4 separate regions of the Mus musculus genome follow, and regions 2, 3 and 4 are each linked to region 1. Evidence: chromatin contacts called from public HiChIP or PLAC-seq data. All regions are on one chromosome and are shown on one strand. Each heading gives the region's core, a stretch centred on a gene start, on an enhancer-like site or on the middle of the called end of the contact. The rest is flanking DNA. Distances are from core to core; before and after follow the strand shown. Region 1 holds the start of Nod1 (nucleotide-binding oligomerization domain containing 1). Region 2 overlaps Znrf2 (zinc and ring finger 2). Region 3 overlaps Gm34358 (a long non-coding RNA gene). Region 4 has its middle 9.1 kb from the start of Gm34358.

Evidence for each region. HiChIP or PLAC-seq counts read pairs in DNA pulled down with a chosen protein or histone mark.
Region 2: an HNF4G HiChIP or PLAC-seq map of pancreatic cancer cells shows a contact between it and region 1. The contact joins the enhancer-like site here to the promoter of Nod1 in region 1. A contact is called at or near these places in 1 of 39 promoter capture datasets (macrophages), 1 of 15 datasets of contacts at CTCF or cohesin (CD8 T cells), 7 of 484 Hi-C or Micro-C datasets (CD8 T cells, Th17 cells, beige adipocytes and 4 more), 5 of 115 datasets of contacts at active chromatin or transcription factors (the SCID.adh cell line, bone marrow-derived macrophages, craniofacial prominence and 2 more) and 3 of 9 other capture datasets (adipose tissue, liver and pancreatic islet).
Region 3: a contact with region 1 is called in a FOXA1 HiChIP or PLAC-seq map of pancreatic cancer cells. The contact joins the enhancer-like site here to the promoter of Nod1 in region 1. A contact is called at or near these places in 8 of 39 promoter capture datasets (cranial neural crest, embryonic stem cells, frontonasal cranial neural crest and 3 more), 2 of 484 Hi-C or Micro-C datasets (Th2 cells and epidermal suprabasal cells), 5 of 115 datasets of contacts at active chromatin or transcription factors (bone marrow-derived macrophages, embryonic stem cells and pancreatic cancer cells) and 5 of 9 other capture datasets (adipose tissue, embryonic stem cells, liver and 2 more).
Region 4: an H3K27ac HiChIP or PLAC-seq map of microglia shows a contact between it and region 1, with 5 times the contacts expected there. The contact joins the enhancer-like site here to the promoter of Nod1 in region 1. A contact is called at or near these places in 10 of 39 promoter capture datasets (the 3T3-L1 cell line, 3T3-L1-derived adipocytes, cranial neural crest and 6 more), 1 of 484 Hi-C or Micro-C datasets (Th2 cells), 4 of 115 datasets of contacts at active chromatin or transcription factors (bone marrow-derived macrophages, embryonic stem cells, microglia and 1 more) and 3 of 9 other capture datasets (adipose tissue, embryonic stem cells and pancreatic islet).

Annotation. Positions count from the first base shown.
Region 1 is chr6:54,971,116-54,974,086 of GRCm38.p6, forward strand. It overlaps Nod1 (nucleotide-binding oligomerization domain containing 1), which reads right to left and starts at 1,497. Exons shown (of 12, transcript NM_172729.3): 1 at 1,154-1,497.
Region 2 is chr6:54,829,892-54,832,890 of GRCm38.p6, forward strand. All of the region lies in intron 1 of Znrf2 (zinc and ring finger 2), which reads left to right. Among named protein-coding and RNA genes, the nearest start is that of Znrf2, 14 kb to the left of the region's middle. Within about 2 kb of position 1,305, at least 53 of the 459 cell types and tissues checked have an H3K27ac peak or open chromatin away from gene starts, as enhancers often do. A contact at or near this core is called in CD8 T cells, pancreatic cancer cells, pancreatic islet and 1 more, where this site is marked.
Region 3 is chr6:55,160,392-55,163,316 of GRCm38.p6, forward strand. The region is part of intron 1 of Gm34358 (a long non-coding RNA gene); the gene reads left to right. Among named protein-coding and RNA genes, the nearest start is that of Gm34358, 7.4 kb to the left of the region's middle. Within about 2 kb of position 1,255, at least 17 of the 459 cell types and tissues checked have an H3K27ac peak or open chromatin away from gene starts, as enhancers often do. A contact at or near this core is called in pancreatic cancer cells, where this site is marked.
Region 4 is chr6:55,143,818-55,146,913 of GRCm38.p6, forward strand. No RefSeq gene overlaps it. Among named protein-coding and RNA genes, the nearest start is that of Gm34358, 9.1 kb to the right of the region's middle. Within about 2 kb of position 1,759, at least 20 of the 459 cell types and tissues checked have an H3K27ac peak or open chromatin away from gene starts, as enhancers often do. A contact at or near this core is called in microglia, where this site is marked.

The sequences.
Region 1 (2,971 bases), core at 247-2,746:
TGCCAGGGACCATAAGGTGTGGGGTGGATGTTACCTTAATCTGTATTAAGCCTCACTTTGTCTAGACTTTACCAGTAAGAAAAGAGAGGCTCGAAGGGATCATTTTGAACTTGCAGCCAATCACATCACTCAAGTGACAGAATCAAAGATTGGAACCAGGTTTACTGGGTGTATGTTCAATAAAAACAAAACTCTTGTGACCTTTGCAAGGGTCCTCCCTCTCCCACCTCTCTGCCTTGGGTTTTTAGTCTGCCTCTCTCCTGGCCAGCATACCTGTCTGTTTTCCAGTGGCTCCTGGATCACAACTACCACACAGATCTCTGCTCCCAGGTACAACAGAGGAACCTCTCCTCTCCAACAGATGTCCTGGAAGTTACCCATACACTCCAGGTATCCTTAACATCTAAAGCAGGAAGGCTGCTTTTAGGAAGGCAATCAGACTCCATTCTATACCTTTGGCTTCACCCTTAAAGGATGGAGGGCACTTGTCAAGGGTTCTCTGGCCTCCCGAGGCAATTTCGAACACCAATAACTTAGGCAAATAACAAAGGTGCTTTGCAGTCTGTCCACTTTTATGCTTTTTACAGTCTATGAAAACACTGCACACTCGAGGACTTTTTTTCAGTTTGATATTCGGGCAACTCTGCCAAGCAAGCATTGTCTTGCTTCCTTCTTTTGTATCCCATGAAACTCAAGGGAAGTTCTCCTTTGGCTCCAGGACCATAGGAGGTTCCTGGAAGCAGCCAGCCTGTCTGCAGCACGCGCTCAGGAAGGTCCAGGTCAGCAGGCACTTTCTTTTGAAGGCTGCCTGCCCATTGGTCTCAGACTCCTAACCCTACGTGCACATTGGAATCACCAAGGGAGCTCTGAAGCAATAGTTTAGACATTCCGACAGAATTAATTTGTCGAATAGTCTGGGTGTCTGGATTTGCTACACTTTAAGTTGCAGGCAGGCGGGCTGAAAACGCAGGCCTTAGATCACACTGGGATCTTGATTCCGCTGATCTCTGAACTAGGGCTGCATCTGACACTCTGGGTGAGGGGTGGGAGGCGGGGGTCTCTCCCCTGGAGTTTCAGCCAGAGCTCTTCCACAGCAGCCTTACATTTCCTCAGCTGGTTACAGAGCCTGCGGGCGCCAACCCCCATGACTTACCAAGTTGGCAGGACTTTGGCTCAGTTGGCCCTGGAGTACGGTGACTCTCAGCAAGGGGATCCGGGGACTAGGGTCGCGGATCGGGCGGGACAACAGCTGGGAGGGAGGGCGCTACCGCTCGCGGTCCGGGATCAGGAGCTGGCTGTGTCTACGGCCGGCCGCGCCTGGGCTCGGGTGGGCTCCGGGGAGGGAACAGGGCGGAGCGGGCGGAGGAGGCGGGGACCATCCGTAGCGCTGCCCCCCTGTCTCGTTTCCCGGGAAGGAGCCGCCGCACACTGCATCGGACGAGCGGCCACTGCGCAGTGGGAGTGGGCAGGCCTCGCAGTTCGCCCAGGGGTGACACCCTGGGAACTCGTCGTGCCAGCTCTGCCACGGCCGCGGAGAGCCAAGGCCCGCCCCCTGAGAGTGCCACCCAGCGCCTGTAACCACAACCAATGCCGGGACCCGGGCAGAAAGGCTGTTAAACTAAGCAAACTAAGATCAAAATAAGATTCAGTTTGATCTACTTTCAGAGACGGAGACTTTCTCCTCCTCTGTCGTTAAGTCTTCTCTTGACCACGAATATTCTAGAGCCTTTTCCTTTACTGTAAGGAATTACGTAAAGGAATTAACATGTTAATAAACCGTCCGAATAAATATTTTTAAACGTTTTTGACAGTTAAACAAAAGTGCTTTGAGATTTTTGGCCACATGTAGTCATGGTTATGAAAACTCGCATGAAGTTGACCCTCTGAGAAAAGCAAAACCGAAACTGCAAGAACTGTGTTCTTGCATGCGTGAAGGCCTCCCTCCTCCTGCAGTGTGCTGCAGTGCTGCAGCTAAGTGACTGAAAGGAAAACTTTGATTCTAAGAGCCTGATGTGCTAAGACGGAGCCAGAACAACCGTACTGTGCACCTGCAGGGCACTGTTCATTCTTAGCCTTCTGCTTTTTGCTTAGACTATTATTTACATTTTTGGGGACAGCTGTTCCTTACTTGTTATTTTGGACTTTTTATTTTGGGATATTTGTAAATTAATAAATAACTGGAGGAAATAATGCAGATTCATGTACCTGTAACTCAATTTGCCCCAGTCTTGAAGAGCTACAACACAAAAAAAGCTATGGTAAGCAGAAAACAGACTACTAATAGAGTCAAGATACAGAACAGGTCCACCCCAAGCAACCTTGTTCACCGTCCCACCCTGTGCTCAGCCTCTGGCAACCACAAACTTGTTCGCATTGCTAGAAATGTATCAAGACTTTTAAAATAGATGGAATCAGGCTGCACTTTGGAATAACATTTTAAAATTCTGTATTACATTTGTGTGTGTTTGGGTGTATGAGTACATACATATTATGATGCACATGTGGGGATCATAGAACAATGGCAGGGCTTGGTTTTCTCTTTCCACCATGTGGCTTTGGGGCATAATTGAATTCCGACTTGGTAGCAGGCACCTTTACCCACTGAACAGTCCTACTGGCTCTAGTATTTTGCTATTTTGTTTTCATTTAGTATAATCCTAAGAGGATTCACCGAGACCATTGCTTGTATCAATAGTGATTCCCCTTTAATTATTTTCCTTGGGCAGTATTCCGAAGCACATGTTCCTGTAGCTTTTTGAAATACTGCTTACCTTTTTGGGCTATTTTCAGCCTTTGGCATCAATTTCTCAAATGCCTATTCATCTATCTTCTGAAATAGCTAAACCATTTAGCATTTCCACCGTTGACCAGCTAAGTGACTGCTTCATAGCATATCACCAGCTTCTGGTGCTGTCCCATTCCATCTTGGCCATTTGGATAGTTGTATTGCCCTCGTGAGACACTGCTGTGG
Region 2 (2,999 bases), core at 55-2,554, 140 kb before region 1:
AACCAAACTCAGACTGTGGAACTAAACTCAAAATTGTCTACAAGATTAATAAGTAATAAGTGCTCTTAACCACTAAGCCATCTCTCCAGCCCCAAGACATAGCTTTTTATTCCCATGTTACAGGAGCATAGCAAGAAAGATTTTTTTGTTGTTGTTGTTTTTAAAGAGAAAAAGTTGTTTTTGTTTTTTTTTCCCTCGGATTCAGTATCAAATGTCTCTTTGCCTTTGACCATTGTGTTGTCATGGTCCAGGAAGGTACCTCTAAACACAGCATCTCTAGTAGAACTGGGACTTCCTGGCCATCCAAAGCCCAGGAGCCCCTCTGGGCGGGTCCTTACCAATTCTTGTGGGCGGGCTTACCGCTTCTTGCCTCACCTGGGCAGTGCTGCCCTTTGGACAGACCTTCACTCCAAAGAGGCTGAGTCTGCCTCTGCTTTTCTGATTTTATGTGAAAATTATCACTCATTTACATGCCTTCCAAAGACTGAGTACTAGTTTTTCATTGTGTCATTAGATTAATTTTGTATATTAACTTATATATTTTATTTTGGGAACTGTGAGATGGATCTATTGATAAGAGAGTACTTGCTGCCAAACCTGACAACCTGAGTTTGGTCCCCAGAACACACACAGTGGAGAGAGACCTGTCAGAGCTCGCTCTTTACGCCCTCTGCTCCCCAAACTGTAAGCCAGCCCTAGTTAAATGCCTCCTTTTACTCCTTTTAAGAGAGTTGCCTTGCCATGGCGTCTCTTCTCAGCAGTACAGTCTTTAATTGGCAACCTCAGACAGTTTTGAAACCCACTTTTCTGTTTAATGTGTTTAGGGGATTTTTCTGTGAGAGCATATAAACCCAACTCTTGTTGTTAGCCATTTTGTGTTTACATTTCTATGATACATAGGCACTGTAGCTCCTTAAATCTTTCCTGTTACTGAGCATCTAGGAACGTTCTAGTTTTTGTGTCTGTTAGAGATTAAGTAGGACCTTGCATGTGCTAGTCGTCAAGTGCTCTCCTGCTGAGCTCTTTCCAGTATTGTAATAAGTATCACTGACTATGTCTTTGTACATGCACAAACTCTTCCAGTATGGATGCTGTTTTGACAGCAGTAGGTATAATAGAGTGAGGTATCAATCACCTAAGATTAGTGTTAGATTCAAGAAAGCTGCATTCATATGCAAGCCATGCTTCAGGGCTTCCCAGGCCACTACTTCTCAGGTTTTTTGGTTATTTCCCAGTACTGGCATTGAGTCCAAGGCTTCCTGTATGCCAAGCAAGTGCTCTGGAACACCAGCTCCCTCACTGTTTGCGATAAGATCACATTAAGTTGCCTAGGCAAGCCTCAGACTTGTGATGATCGAGTTCTAGCTTCCAGAGCAGCTGGGCTAACAGGCTGGGCTCCCATCCTGAACTTCTCAGGTTTGGTAACTCAGCACTGATGTACACAGCTCAGGAGAACTCGGCCATTACTATTGCAGCTTGATTATGAAAATTAGAACAGGGCCAGCAAAATGGAGCCCTCCCTCTCTGAGAGTTGCCCACTCCTACACCTGCCTCCCGGGACTGTGGCTCCCACAGAACACACGCTCTGTGTGCCTGCACCAGAGAGCTCGTCCAAGTCTTGCTAGCCACATCACTTATTTGGATTTCATTATATGGACATGATTAATTGGAAATTTGCCAGTCCATTTACTGACTCTAACCTTCATCCAGCTTCGCTGGAGCTTGGGGCTGACTCAGAGCTACATTCTCCAGTCACCAGGAGTCCTTTCTAGCTTCTACTCTAAATGTCTCTGAAACATGAAGTCGGGTGTGGTTCAATCACTAAACTAAAACTAAAAACAACAACAACAACACAACAACAACAACAACAACAACAACAAAAAACCCTGACAGGTTCTTTATTTATTATACAACAATTACCAAGAAATAAAATTTTCTATTTAAACAGAATGCACAACTTAATTTTCATTAGACATCAACCCTCCCTAAGGGCATACTAATTTATTCTGTGCCACTAATATGATTTCTGCTAACTTTACTGTTAGTTTTCTTCTTTTTAGAAAACTATTTTCCCTGTTTTGCTGATAAAACCTTTTCACTTGCATTTTTTGAGTACTAGTGAAAATAATCATTTCCATGTGCTCATTGCTAGCCATGTCTGTGTTTTTCTCATTGCTAGCCATGTCTGTGTGTTTTTCTTATTGCTAGCCATGTCTGTGTGTTTTTCTCATTGCTAGCCATGTTTGTATGTTTTTGCACTGCCTATTTATCAGCTTTGCTCATTTTTTAGCTGCACATTTATTTTATATTGCATTCTGGTTCTCTGTCTAATGTAGATACATAGAAGGTTTTTTGTGTGTACATAGTTCAAATATATCTTCTCATACCATTGGGTTATAAAATAAGGTTTTATGAATGAGGTTCACTGTATTGATCTTTAATAGACACAGGCTTATGAGTTTAAATTAAAATGTTATTTATAAATTTGTTCCTATAATTGAAGAAGAAAAGATCATTACTTCCCACCCCCTCTTTTCCTTTTTTTCTTAGACCAGGGTCTCACTAAGTAGCAAGTGTCCTTGGCTAGCATGTGTAGACCAGGCTGACCTTGAAGTCATAGAGATATGTTTGTATGGCTGTTTTTGATGTGGGATTTTAGGTTTTTTTTATACATAAATCATATGATGTTGAATTTCATAAATTAAATTATTTACTATATAGAGCTATGTATGTCTCACTCTTTTGTACATTTTTGTTTAATAGGAGTAAGGAAAAGTTGAAAATCAAGAGGATACTTTATGAGAGGCTAGTACCATAGTCTGTGCATAGTATTTCTATAAATAGCTGTGTAGTATTGTGTTCTTGTATAGAAATATATAGCAGAAGAGTTAATTCTTACCAATAAAATTGATACTTGGGGGCAGGTGAGATGGCTCAGTGGGTAAGAGCACCCGACTGCTCTTCCGAAGGTCAGGAGTTCAAATCCCAGCAACCACATG
Region 3 (2,925 bases), core at 5-2,504, 190 kb after region 1:
TTCTTGCGCTTCTTTTCCCCTCTCCTTCTTCAAAGGTCACTTCATAGAGACACTCTTCAGCCATACTGGGCACTCCTCACACCTGCTTCCCTCTAGTCCTGTGCATTGTTTTATGGAAGGTCAGCTGCTTTGCTGAGAGAGTCCACTTCCTTTCTATTCCAGGTCTAGACAGTCCACGGCCGCCAGTTGACTAACACAGGGTTGTAGAAGCCTTGAGACATGTCCTTTGCTGTGATGTGGTTCTTGTGATACGGAGCAAATTGGTATTCTAATTATGATTAATGAGATCATGCTTTGACAGCACCAACTCCATCTTGAACTTCTAACAAAAGCTCTAACGGAGCCAAATGGGTGGCTAATAGTCACCCTGACAACTGGCTGACAGCCACATTGGCAACTGTGCATCCATATGTAAATGACACTGTCCGTACCTGGGCCTTTCCCCTGAAATGGACATCCAAGAGCTCAGATAATACTTTCTATGGCTATAAATACAAACACCGTCAGACTGAGTGCCTGACCCGAGACCCTGCCCCAGTGAACTTCTCCATCTCTATCCTTGGCACTATGGCGACACTCCTACCCATAGGAATCACCTTGAAGGGTGGTCTCTTGAGCCACTTTGGCAGTTTCTTTTGTGGGCACAAGCTATTATTTTCCTTGCTAGTGTTCTGTTCTCAGGTGACTTTCTACCACCTGGTTTGTCTGGTATTTTCATCTATTCCTCCTGTTATATGTTTTTGCTTCTTCCGGTTTTATGTGCAGTGTAATAAGCCAGTTCACTTAGAAACAGTCTGCCTGGCCTGGCTCTCATCCAATTAAAGGGCAAAAGGAGCTGTCTCTCTTGGAGAAGATGATACTGTTACTAGATTGGGGAGCAGGCCACTGTACTTGTTGTAGTGTGACAGAAGATTTCAAGGCAGAGTATGTATATAGAATGCCCAGAGCTCCCGCTACCAGGCTGAATAAAGATGGTTCCTCCCACTCCCTTGCCTGTTCTAGGGCAAATCCCCAAAACCTCTTCACTGTTCTGCTTCTAGGAACTGGCAAACCCACAGGACTTGCAACTGCAACAGCAGCTTGTCCTACACCCCTCAACCTACTCGTTGTTGTCCTACTTAAGACCCACCAAGTGTTCCTGTGGTTTTGTTTCTTCTAACAGAGATATTTCACCTGGTTTGTCCCTGGTGTTCAATGCCTGCAAACAATAGGTCTTCTATAGATACCGTGTTTTGTGACTCACCACTTACTATTTATGCAGCAAGTATTGCTGTACCGTGAGGTTTGTGGGAAGCTCTGGCTGGGCTCCAGTATGAGCAGGAGAGAGACAGGAAAGAAGGCTGGTGGGGACCAGCATCGGAAGAGGAAACAGGAGGATGCTGGGCTGAAGCAGCTAAGAGTACAGGGGCCTAGGGTGGATGGTACGCTGAACATTCCTGAAGCTGTGGTCCCACCCCGCCCTGGGGGTAGTCATGAGTAGATGGCTCGTGTGCTCTGTGCCCCAGACAGAGAGGCCAGCAAGGTAGATCCCAGGGGATGCACAATCTTCATCAACAGCACAGACTGACAAGGACCCAGGCTCTGTCTCATGGATACCAGCATGGAGCATCAAGTCTGCATCTTTGTGGCGAACAGGGAAGAGCTCCCCTGGGGGTGGGGTGTATATAGGAAAGACTTCTTCCAGGAAATGTGTGTCCTCGCACAGAGCCCTTCATGGGGCAGGTGGCTTCATTCCTGGTGCCATCGGATCCATTTTGTGGCAAGTTCTTCTTGCTATAAAAGCACAGGACAGTTTTCAGAAAGGTCGCCACCACGATGCTGGTGGTGACGGCAATTAGAGTCCTCCAAAGCAAGAGGGCGTTTTCCTAGAAGGGAGGGAAGGCAGATTCCTACTCCAGAGCTCTGACAGGCCCAGGAATGAAGCCACCTGTCCCAATGAGGGCCCCGTGCCGGGCCCCACACTTCCGGGAAGAAGCTTGTGTTATATCTACCCCAGCCCCAGGGGAGCTCTCCTCTGCTCACCAGGAGAGATGCAAACTCTGGGCTTCAGGCTTCCATGAGGCAGAGCCAGGGTCCCTGCCAGTCTGTCCTTCTGTTGATGAAGATTATATAGGCCCTGGGATCCACCTTGTTGGCCTCTCTGCCCTGGGCACAGAACACACGGGGCACCTAATCTCATCATCTATCCATTCCCATGGCAGCCAGGCACAGATAGGATGGAAACCCAGGCTACCCCTTACTTACCCAAGGCGGGTCTTTATGTTCTCTGAGCTCCAATTTATGCATCTGCAAAATGGAGGGTGTGGTTGGTGGTCTTGGTTGTCAATTTTACTACATCTGGGATTGACTAAAACCCAAGCAACTGGGCATGCCTGTGAGGTGTTTTCTTTATTGGATCATTTAAAGTGGGAAGACCTGTCCTAAATCTGGGCCACGCCTTCTGGTGGGAGCACAATATGAGAGATGGAGGCTTTTGCTTTTTTGCCTGATTGCGTTCACAGTTACTGGAAAGTTTATCTAGCCTGCTGCTAAGTTTTTTTTGTTTTTTTGTTTTTTTAATTTTTAAATTTTTTTTTTACTACGATTAGAAGCTTCATCTTTGGGATTCCAATGTAGACTGAAGACTAGCAGAAATATCTAGCCTCATGAACAGTAGCAACAACTGAATTTATAGCCTTTCCACTGGGAGACAGAAATCACTGGACAAGCTGAGGGTGGACTTTGGGGTTTCAAAAGCCCATGGCATGTTTCTTTCTCTGCCGGCTGCCTTTGGATTGGATGTAAAGCTCTCAGTATCATGTATGCTGTCATGTTCCCCGCTGTGATGGTCATGGACTACCCTCTGAAACTGTAAGCAAGCCCCTAATTAAATGCTTTCTTTTGTAAGTGTGGCTTGGTCCTGGTGTCTCTTTATAACAATAGAAC
Region 4 (3,096 bases), core at 509-3,008, 170 kb after region 1:
CAGGCAAGTTTCTCTCCATGTCAGAGTCATCACATGTTGAGTTCAACAAAGCTATGTAAGGCGAACCAATACATGCGTGTCATTAGAGAAGAAGAGTAAGGCAGAGCAAACCAAACCAAAGCTCAGCGCTCATCCTCCACTGTCTGTGGGGTTATATTTATACCTCATCGAGAGTCTTTTCACATGTCTGGTATATCCAAACATCCTTTCACCTGTGTCTACTTTAGGATAACAGTGTTTCACATGTTGTTTTAGCAAGACATCCTTTCACCTGTGTGCCCCAGCAAAACATCTAACTTTCCAAAGAACTAGGCGTTTCCACTTCAGAGACTGATTGAGATGCTAAGTCACATCCAGATAATACCTTCACTACAGCATCTCATCAGGTATTTGGACAGACAACAGGACACCACATCCTTGCCCAGTTGATACATAGTGTTTTCCACGGTTGGGTTCTATGCCTGTCCACTCCATTGACCTATGTATCTGAATTACAAGTCACGACTCCACATTTAGTGTTGCCAGCTGGAGATGGGGCTGGATGGCTAGTTTCTGTAAGTGTGGATGAAGCTCATGTGTCTATCAATAAACTCTGGAAGGTGGCAACTTCCTGTTAGGTTCTGAAGTGCCCTCATAGGTCTAGTGTTGGAACACTTGGTCCCCGGCTGATGATTTTGGTTTTGGAGGCTATAGAACCTCTGAGGTAGGAAGTATGATGGTAGAGTTGAGTCAGTGGGGCTGGACTTTGGGGACCATAGCTGAGCACTGCTTCTTCTAGACCCACTGCTAGCCTGAACACTGCTTTGGGCTAAGCTCTGTGTTTCCTGACCAAGCATTTTGCTACCTGATTTGTCAAGAGCTGAACCAACTTCCCTTGTAAATTCCCACCATCACTGACAGCCATGCCCACCCGTTGTGCTGTACCCACTGAACCATGTGAACACAAATAACCCTTGTTTACATTTCTTGTCAGCTACTTGGTCCTAATAATGAAGGAAGCACTATACTAATACTATCAATGACTTTTTCATTGCGTTTTTGAGGGTTTTAATTTTTTTTGTCCCAAAATTTAGTGGTACATATTATATATTTTAACACAGATTATTTTGTTTAAAGATGAAAAACAAAAAACCTTCAGAGGGGAGATTGGCTATGACTTGGTTTGCAGTTTTTCCTAGGTTCCAGGTGGGAAGACCTTGGTCAGACATTTAATAATGGCTCTCAAGGAGAGGCCTACAGGCCTCCTGAGCCTTAGGCCTAGGTGGTTCCTCACCTCAGCTGGGAACTCTGGAGGGTGAGGGTTTCCAGGGAAAGTAAGACCAGGATGTTAATTCTGAACTTGGAGTAGGGAGTACTATAGATATGCGTATGTGGAACCCTGGCAGGTATCTGAGGATGGTGGAGAACAAGCCCGGGAGCTGCTCTAGGGATGAAGTATAGACACATGCATCCCAGTGTGTGGCCCAGCTCAGGTCAGGGGAAGAAGGGGCCATGTAGAAGGATATGCTGGGACAGGAGGAGAAGCAAAAGGAGCCAGGCTCTGTTCTCAGAGACGCTGGCTTCCCTGTCATCAGAGAACAGCTGGGCTGCTTAACAGAGGTTATGATCCTGGAACAGTGAGCCATGGGTCCCAGGGGATTCTTATGATGGATGTGATTGGGCTGAGAGAAGGGAGAGTCATCTTGCTGCTTTGTGTCCCCGAAGGCCACCGCAACACCATTTTTAGAAACTGGTATGTTTAGTGGGGAAGTGAAATCCCACACTGCCCCATGACTTCCGAGTTTCTGAACGTCTGGCTTTGTGAGTTATCTGAAGTTGGAGTAGTTATGGCTGGTGTACACAAAGCCTTGGCTCTTGCTGGGTATGATGCCAGTCCCTGTAGCCATGAAGCCACCTGTGTCTGTAGGTCCTACCTCCATGGGCTCAACCAGCCTCAGGTCAGTGATATCCACAAAGGGAGCCCCAGCACCAGAAAAACAAAACGACAAAAACTGTATCTGCCCTGAATGTGCACGGACTTCTATTCTTGTTATTATCCCTCACAGAACAGTGTATCAGCAGCTACTTACAGAACAGGCAGTGTCCTTTATAAGTAATCTGAAGGTGATTTGAAGTATATGGTAGGATGTGCAGGGATTATATGGAAATACTATGCCATTTTATGTGAGGCACCTGAAGTCCCATGGAATTTAGTATTCACAGAGGTCCTGGATTCAGTCTTTCCTGGCACTGGAGGGTGACTGCACTGCGTGAATTTCTATATTCCTCATACCACCCAGGGAAGAAAGCATAGAGAGATTAGGCAATGGACCTAAGGTCACAGAGCCCATGTGCAGTGGCCCTCGGAGTTGAAGCCCAGAATTTGTGGGCCAGGAATCGGTGCTCTAAAACAGCATGCTTTGGTGCCATTAGAAGCAGCAACCTTGATTCCCAGGGCTTGTAGGAAGAGCATCAGCCCTGCCCACCCAGCATGCCTGCTGACCTGATGACGACATCCCCACCCCACCCCCACCCCACTGCTCTTACTGAACACTGTGAAGGGAGACTCAAAACCTCACCCAATGGTGCATACAGCTTTGTCTTTCTTTTCACTGAGTCCACAGCAGCCTTGTAATGTGCAGGATCGTAATAGGGCAGGAGGAACCACACCTCACAATAGACTGAAAACCCTATCAGCATGCTTAGGAACCTCAAAGGATCTAACTTTTTTCTTTCCTTAAAAAAAGACACAATGCTCTTGCCCCAAGCCTGGAGCCATTGATTCAGTGATAATAGGAGGTATTGTGCTGAGAACAGCGTCTTCTTGTATGGTCGCAGAATGTTCTCTTTGGCAGGTATAAAGAATATTGACAAAAGAGATTCAAATAGTCCTGTGTCATTCCCACCACCCACAACGGCTTCTGAGGAAAAACCGGAAATTGGTTTTGAACGTAGCATAAATACCATCACACATGTCCCCAAATATTGATTCTGTGTGGTGATTTTTGTCACAGCACATAGTAGGTCTCAATAGAAGCTGATTGGAGCCAAATTGCCTATGTGAATTCTGTGTGTTTTTTAAGCTCAACCTAAAGTGGGTGACATCAGTTCTCTGGG